3 separate regions of the Mus musculus genome follow, and regions 1 and 2 are each linked to region 3. A link is a contact called in public promoter capture Hi-C data. All regions are on one chromosome and are shown on one strand. Each heading gives the region's core, a stretch centred on a gene start, on an enhancer-like site or on the middle of the called end of the contact. The rest is flanking DNA. Distances are from core to core; before and after follow the strand shown. Region 1 holds the start of Rpl10l (ribosomal protein L10-like). Region 2 holds the start of Jkamp (JNK1/MAPK8-associated membrane protein). Region 3 holds the start of Rps29 (ribosomal protein S29).

Region 1 (2,763 bases), core at 175-2,674, 2.9 Mb before region 3:
TAACAACAAAACTAAACAGTACAACCCAGCAGTTTTAGGTTATATCATTTCTAAAATAAGATAGAAAGTACCTGCTTCATCAATGTAATTGTACAGGGCAAAAGCAACAGATTACACTCTCCAAGGCCCCCGCAGAACAGATGGCTGATTTAGTGTCATTTTCTCTTCTTTGTTGATTCCACTGGGATCCAAATACAAGCAATATAAACTCGGTTGTCACCTATAACCTTTCTGTGATGAAAAAAAGATTGGATCACTGTCTCCTGAGTGTAGGACAATGTAAGGTTTGTCTAGAAAATCCTTTTTCAGTACACCCAACTGTTCTAAGATTGATAACCTGAGGCTATGGGTAATTTTAAAAATAGTATTGACAAGTTTAAAGCAAAACAACCAAAGCTACAGTTGAGATGTAATTTTCATGTTTAATTCTCTATAAAGAACTTCTCACACGTCTTCCAACTTCTCTAGCCACTCTTAATCCAAGATAACAAACAGTACCATTTATACCGTCACCACAAAACATTTGCTACACTGCAGTATACACCAAAAATTTTAAGTACATGGGTCAAAATTGAAAATTCTTTCTCTATAAACTGCAGTTTTCTTGTTTCTTAAGGCAGGTACTTTCCATTGTAATGGTCTATACTATGCAAAGTAACATTCTAAAGTCAATAAACGGAATTAACGTTTTTCAAACTATAACCTCATCTGTACTTCTTTTCTGCCAGCAAAGTCCTCAGGAATGCAGGGCTCGCCACTTGTCCAGAGGACCTCGTTCAGGGATGTATTTGACTCCACAGCCATCAGGGATGAGGCGCTTGGCCGCCACCTTGTCTTCAAATTCATCTGCGTTGAACTTGGTAAAGCCCCACTTCTTGGAGATGTGGATCTTCTGGCGGCCGGGGAACTTGAATTTGGCTCGGCGTAGGGCCTCGATCACGTGCTCCTTGTTCTGCAGCTTGGTGCGGATGGACATGATGACCTGGCCGATGTGGACTCTCGCCACCGTACCTTGTGGTTTCCCGAAGGCGCCTCGCATGCCGGTCTGGAGCCTGTCGGCACCTGCGCACGACAGCATCTTGTTGATGCGGATGACATGGAAGGGGTGCAGCCGCACGCGGATGTGGAAGCCGTCCTTGCCACAGCTCTTCACCATGTACTTGTTGGCGCAGATGCGTGCGGCCTCCAGGGCTTCCGAGGAGAGCTGCTCATACTCGTCCGACACCATGTGGCCGCAGAGTGGAAACTCATCCACCTTCGCCTTCTTCCGACCCAGGTCAAAGATGCGGATCTTCGCATCGGGGACGCCTCGGCAGAAACGGGACTTTGGGTACGGCTTGTTCTTACAGTACCGGTAACAGCGAGCCGGACGACGACCCATGGCGACAGCAGGAACCTCAGCCGTGCGTGCCCACCGCCAGCCGCAAAATGGAGGCCAAATTTCTGTTACCCATCAAGCCTTGCGGGAATCATAGAGACTGAGGAAGACTTGAAGATAGACCTTTCCACTCAATCTCCGGGTCACTCTACGCCTGCGCAGGCCTCAGTGGTAAATACTGAAAGGTTTCTTTCAGGCCGAAGAAAGCCCACCACTGCCCACCGAATTTGGAACTTTGACCTTAAGCTTTGTAGTAGGCTTAAAAACAAAAGTTTACAGCTGGGCGGTGGTGGCGCACACCTTTAATCCCAGCCCTTGGGAGGCAGAGGCAGGCGAATTTCTGAGTTCGAGGCCAACCTGGTCTACAGGGTGAGTTCCAGGACAACCAGGGCTGCACAGAGAAACCCTGTCTCAAAAAGCCAAAGTGGGGGAAAAAAAAGATTTATGGTCATGGTGAATTTCTTAGTGACCCTAGACCCATAACTTTTGATTCCTCTTTTGGGCAAGTGGTTCTGGACTCCTTACTATGTACATGAGTGTGGAGATAAAACGGCATGCTATCTCCATATTTGGCGTACAGAATTAGAGGAGTTAAGTGGTACTAGTCTGTCTCATTTTAGATAAATGTGGAAAAGAAGAAGAGAATATAACCCCTGAAATCCTGTATGGCGTCCTGATTAGGACAGAGGAATAGTTAGGGAAGACTAATCATACGTACTAGGTAGTAACAGAAAAATGGGGCCCAGCATATGTGAAGCCCCAGAGTACAATGAACATGGAACCTTTAAACTAAAAAGGAAGGCTGTAGTGATTGTTAAGGTGCTTCACATATCACAGCTCAACCATTTTACAAATTAGGAGGCTGTTTAGCATAGGCTTTGAAGAATTTTACACAATTATTCTCATTGACTATAGTATGATGAATAGACTTGGTCGCTCAAAAATATATGCAAGAACACAAGAAGGTCATACTTTATAGTACTGAAAAAAATGATGATAACATGAACATTATTTAATATATTTTCACTCATGGATATGTACTGTGTCCGCAGAATGTATCATAAGCCTGGGAAGCAAGAAATCTGTAAGGTAAATATAAAATGACTAATCCGAGTTCATGCAATATTAGGTACTTCTACCTGTCCAGATCTTGCCTTGTGCTTCCAAAATTATAGAATTTTTAAAATAGTGAGTGGTATCATAATGGTTTATCTGATAACCTTTTTCAAAAATTCAGGAAGTAACCAACCCTGGGTTACATGGCCCGAAGTAATATGTCCTACAGAGAATTAGGATGGCGGTTTTCTTTACTGTACTCATGCCTATAACTTCCACATACTCATAAGGAGTCAGAAGGTTAACAGAGAAAGGGAGGCCAGGCTGGC
Region 2 (2,700 bases), core at 114-2,613, 2.9 Mb after region 3:
CACCAAACCTGTAAGGCAAAGACACTGAAGCGTGTTTGCAGTAATTTGGAATTACCTTTTTATTAATCGCAAGGGCAGGCAGGGTGGGTTAGTTGCGCAGATATATTCAGCCACAGAGCAGTGGTTAGATTCGCGGATTGTCTCAACCGGGTCTAGTGAGTCTCACCCTTTACCTGAGGCCAGGACAAAGGCTGGGACGCTGTGGAAGCGCACAGGGCCGCAACTGCGGCCACCTTCACACTCTACGAAGGCGGTCACCAGACCACACGGGCAGTGGATGTTGACCTGAGCCTCCCGGGCGCCTTTTGGGGGAGCGGGCACCAGTCCAAAGTCGAGCGCGAAGCGGCCCAGCGCTAGCACCGCGTGACCGCACATGGAGCTGTAGCCTTCGTTGTGCAAGAACAGGACGCCTAGGTGTGCGTCTGGCAGCTCACTGGGCACCAGGATGGCCCCGTACATGTCCCGGTGGCCGCGGGGCTCGAACACGAGCCGCCGCCGGATGTAGTCGAGGTGTTGACGCATGTAGCGACGCTTGGCCAGCAACGTGGGCCCTGCCACCTCCGGACACCCGGCGTGCACGATGCGCAGAGGCTCGCCGCCTGTGTGCATGTCCACCACCGACAGTGCTGGCGTCCTCGGGTCGTTTGGGGGCAGCCGGGTCACTGCCAGCGCCGCCTCCATTGTCTGCGTCCAGGGACTGCCGCACAGCGCGGTGGTGCTCTCTCCAAGCAGGGAGAAAGCGCCAAACCCAACGGGAGAACGCGCAGAACCGGTGGCAATCTCAGGGCCAAGCCGGCGAGCAGAGATCACCCAGCGACCAGCGTCCGGAATCTTAGACTGGGCGCGCCCGAGCTAGCAGGATTCAGAGTTAGACTCCCAACAGGGGCGAGCCTGGGCGACAGGACAGGGAGCGTGGGCAGGGATTAGAAAACTAGACCCCCCAAATGGGGGCGTGGCTCCAGAGGTTTGAACACACGGAGGGGGCGGGGCTTCGGAACTTGCTCCAGCAGCGGGGCGGGGCTCGGAGGCTGGACTGCTCGGCGGGGGCGGGGCCTCGGAGACTAGACACGCGGCAGGGGCAGGGCCTAGAAAAGGAGCCAATAAAATAGGGGCGGGGCTCCAGAGACTACTCTGCGGAGGCGGTGCCTAGAAAACTAGCCCGCACGATGGGGGCGGTCCTCGGAGACCTCAATGCAGGGTAGGAGCGAGGCCTCGGCGACTTGAATGCACGGGGTGGGCGGAGCTACGAGCTTCGTCTAGGAAACGGGGGCGGGACCTCAGGGCCCCTTCAAAGAGACACTGGAGGCGGTGGAGACCAGTTCAAGTTGGAGGCAGGGCGGGGACGAGACCTGAGTCTGGACCCGGAAAAGGTGGAGCCTCTGAGCTCAAACCCGGAAGCGAGAGAGAGAGAGAGAGAGAGAGAGAGAGAGAGAGAGAGAGAGAGAGAGGCTTCCAAGCCTAGATTAGGAAACTAGGTTTCTGGGAATCCTAGGCCTGGAAGTCCGCCGCGTGCACCCCCGACACCCCTAGCGGGGGAAGCGGTGGTGGGGCGGGACTCGGAGCCGAATGTAGCAGGGGCGGGGTTCCAGCGTGCTTGCCAGGCTAGCGGGAGGCGGAGCGGCTGAGAGCGCTGTGGCCCGGATGTTCGGGCGCTGCGTTCGGACCCGCTGATCCCCGGCTTCTCAGGGGAACCTAGTGTGGCCAATGGGTAAGTGGTCGATTAGGCTGCGGGCGTGTCTCTGTCCTTTTTTCCTATTGCTTTTCCTCGCATTGTCTTGGGCTCGCCATCGGGCCGACAGCTCTGCTGCAGCGAGCAGCCTGGCCCTTGGCTGCGCTGAGCCCAGGCACTGACTTCTCCCGGGGTTGGGATGGTCTGCTCCAGAATGGCTGGAGAAGAGCGCTTGTGCAGAATTAAAGGCTGAGTCTTTGTTGTGCTCTTCCTGTGTCCCTTCCTTCAGTCCCTTTGTTCTTGTCCAGGAAAGCATTCCTGGTGGTTGACTTCAGAATTAGAAGCAGAGTTAGAACAGGACAAGGAAGCAGAACCTAATTGCCACGAGACTTGCTTTTTCAACCTCAAATGTAATAGTTGTTTTTCAAGACAGGGTTTGTCCTTGTAGCCTTAGTCGACCTGGAACTTGCTCTGTAGACCAGGCTAACCTCGAACGCAGAGTTCCACCTGCCTCCGCCTCCATAGTGCTGGGTTGAAAGGCGTGCACTATTACACTGGACATCAAATGTAAATACATTAAGCCCTTCACAAAGGGTCTTAGACTGCTGCAGAAAAAAACAAGGACAACATTTTAGCTATAGCTCACCAATGGCTATGAAAGGTTGTACAGATTCTTCTCGTTAGGTAAATGAGCTTTGGTTTGTTGGCCTTGGTTTTGAGATCTTTTAGACGCAAAGCCCATGGAGAAGGGACTTCCTTCTCATTACAGTTCAGTTGTGTTTAAAAAAGGTGTTAAGGATTGGCTGGAGAGATGGCTCAGTGATTAAGAGCACTTGCTGCTTTTCGTGGGGTTTGATCCCCAGAACCTCCACAGCGGCTCAGGACCCTTAGTAACTGCAGTTCAGTGGCTCCTATATCCCTTTCTGACTTTCTCCTCTTTTGGCCTCTGCGGGAACTTGGCTGGTACATGGTGCACAGACATAAATGCAGGCAAAACACAAATACACATGAAAACACAATACTATAATAAT
Region 3 (2,707 bases), core at 124-2,623:
TTAGTCCAACTGAAAAGAAAAAAACAAAACGGAGTCTATTACTTAGACTGTGATTCTGGCATTTATTTCCACTGGTTCCCCCTAGTTATTCCCCGATACAAGACCACACAAAATTACATTAACCATGTCATGTACTCCGGAGTTACTAAATAGCCCGTTTCTGCAGTTCATCTTAACCCGAAAAAACCTAGACCAGACGGAGGAGGGACCGATCCTGACACACTTGAGTCATTCAAGTCTCTAAACTGTAAGGCTAGGCTTACAGTAACTATTTCATCAATAATGTAAGTCTGAGCTTAAAACTCTCTGCTGCACCTCAGCAGTGTCAAATACCATGCAGGCCCATTAAACACAAGTTTATTTAAAACTGGTCCCGCAGCTGGGTGTGATGCACACCTTTAATCCCAGCAGAGAATCTGTGTTCCAGGACAGCCAGGGCTACGGAGAAACCCGGTTAAAATACTTTTTAAAAAAATTGGTACAAATAAAAAGCAGATGAAATATATATACAGTGGTTTTGACCAAAAAAGGAGACTTTTGAGACATCAACCTTAGAACAAATAAAAAGCCAAAACCCTGGCTAAAACATAGCAGTGTGTTCACTAGATTCACTTAGGTTTCGGTGTGTGAAGTCTAGAGCTCTTCCCAGTATGATCAAACATCCTGGGCCAGAAATTTAAGACACGTATTGGGTTAGGAATATTCAGTTACTATGTAGAAACTGCACCACCTCCTACCCACCTGACACCTAAATCTGACCAGGCATTAAACCCTTCACCCTTCCCTTCTGGAACTCTTAAAACCCTCCGCTGTGTGCATCGTGGACGGCAGCGACCAACCGCGCGTACCTTAATGAAGCCTATGTCCTTCGCGTACTGCCGGAAGCACTGGCGGCACATGTTCAGCCCGTATTTGCGGATCAGACCGTGGCGGTTGGAGCAGACGCGGCTGGGAGGAGGAAGGACAAGGAGATGGCCTTAATGGAGCCGCCACAGTAAGGTACAGCACTCCTCAGCTTCCCCACCACCCGCAGCAGGGCCCGCCCGGCCCGGCCTAGCTAAGCCCGTAATGGCGACGGCAGCACCGAACGCCCTGCGCGCCGCCCGCGGGCCTTGAATTTCCGACACCCAGTCACCAACAATGGCCCTTCCCTCTAACCGCGGTCTCCACAACCCGCTCCTCACCAAGAGCGGGAACCCTGGCCGAACTTCCGTGGGTGACTCCAGTAGAGCTGCTGGTGACCCATCTTGCCTTCAGACGCCCAACGAGGAGAAAGGAACGAGTCGGCTCGCGCAGGCGCTCTTCAAAGTTTTTTGGAGCTACACGCTACCCAGAATACAACGCTAAGACGTGACGCGTACGCCGTGCGACAACATTGGTCCGCGTGCTCTGAGTGACATTTCTAAGGCTGGCTGGGCGGGCACAGTGAGTGACGTCACGGCCCGCCGCAGCTCTAGTATCTCCCCGTCGCTCTCAGCGCTCGCCGGGCGCGGTGGCGCACGCCTGTAGTCCCAGCTACTCGGGAGGCTGAGACAGGAGGATCGCTTGAGTCCAGGAGTTCTGGGCTGTAGTGCGCTATGCCGATCGGGTGTCCGCACTAAGTTCGGCATCAATATGGTGACCTCCCGGGAGCGGGGGACCACCAGGTTGCCTAAGGAGGGGTGAACCGGCCCAGGTCGGAAACGGAGCAGGTCAAAACTCCCGTGCTGATCAGTAGTGGGATCGCGCCTGTGAATAGCCACTGCACTCCAGCCTGGGCAACATAGCGAGACCCCGTCTCTTTTTGGACACTTAATAATATTAACATTATTCTCACTTTCTTTTTAATTCACCCTTTTCTCATATAATACATTTCAACCTTAATTTTTTACATTGTCTTAACACAAACGTTCGCTTACAAACGTGATTTTTTTTTTCCTTTACTCACTACTGACACCTACTGGCGTGAAATTATATGACAACTTAAATCAAGTGTAATGAGTAAGAGTCAACGATAGGGGCCTCTTATTAAATCTTTTGACCTCATATACTCCAAAAAGAAATCCACATCATTCCATGGATGGAAAATAGGGTCTTACGTATATGTGAGTATACCACCCTTGATACCTAAATATAATCGCCTACATTTACTTTTCATTTGTTTTTGTGTAGACAAGACTGGCCCAAGACTCTCATTTTGCCCATAATAGACTCACACTCCCTATCCTAATGTCTCAGCCTCTAATAATGGGCTTGCTTGTGCCACCAAACGCAGGCTAAGTGGATGAATATGAAGAAAAGTAATATAAAATAAAAGTTGTTTTCATCAGATAATTTAATAGCAAAACAAGTAACGACAAACTTCAAAAGACAAATTTATAAAAAATAAAAAATATATAAAATAAAAATAAAACCTAAAATTGCACAAAGCCCTGCCCCCTGAAATAAAAGCTTTAACTAAATCTAGAATGTAGCAGAGTAAAATTAAGAAAAAAAGCCTTTTGTAGAAGACTTTTAATAGAAACTTTAAAAAAAACTTTAAAGTATGCTACTTCAAAATTTTGGTAGACAATCCTTACCCAATTATTTCATAATGAAAGAGTCACAGATTTAAAGACCAGATATAATTTAATGTCTGTTGTCAGTCTTCAAATCTAGTGTTTTACACAAACACACACACACATATACACATATACAAATACACACACACATATACACATAAACAAAC

What was found. Promoter capture Hi-C pulls out the DNA fragments that hold promoters and counts their contacts. Capture Hi-C pulls out chosen DNA fragments and counts their contacts.
Region 1: a promoter capture Hi-C map of embryonic stem cells shows a contact between it and region 3, with 5 times the contacts expected there. The contact joins the promoter of Rpl10l here to the promoter of Rps29 in region 3. A contact is called at or near these places in 4 of 39 promoter capture datasets (cranial neural crest, embryonic stem cells, hippocampal neurons and 1 more).
Region 2: a promoter capture Hi-C map of adipose tissue shows a contact between it and region 3, with 4 times the contacts expected there. The contact joins the promoter of Jkamp here to the promoter of Rps29 in region 3. A contact is called at or near these places in 1 of 484 Hi-C or Micro-C datasets (CD8 T cells) and 2 of 9 other capture datasets (adipose tissue and liver).

Annotation. Positions count from the first base shown.
Region 1 is chr12:66,282,977-66,285,739 of GRCm38.p6, forward strand. Rpl10l (ribosomal protein L10-like) reads right to left here and starts at 1,425. Exons shown (of 1, transcript NM_001162933.1): 1 at 403-1,425. The coding sequence starts at 1,381. The coding sequence ends at 737.
Region 2 is chr12:72,084,476-72,087,175 of GRCm38.p6, forward strand. It overlaps Jkamp (JNK1/MAPK8-associated membrane protein), which reads left to right and starts at 1,364. Exons shown (of 7, transcript NM_024205.2): 1 at 1,364-1,708. The coding sequence starts at 1,705. It overlaps L3hypdh (L-3-hydroxyproline dehydratase (trans-)), which reads right to left and starts at 838. Exons shown (of 5, transcript NM_026038.2): 1 at 174-838. The coding sequence starts at 681.
Region 3 is chr12:69,157,813-69,160,519 of GRCm38.p6, forward strand. It overlaps Rps29 (ribosomal protein S29), which reads right to left and starts at 1,374. Exons shown (of 3, transcript NM_009093.2): 1 at 1,185-1,374; 2 at 849-948; 3 at 1-9. The coding sequence starts at 1,246. The coding sequence ends at 1. It also overlaps Rn7s1.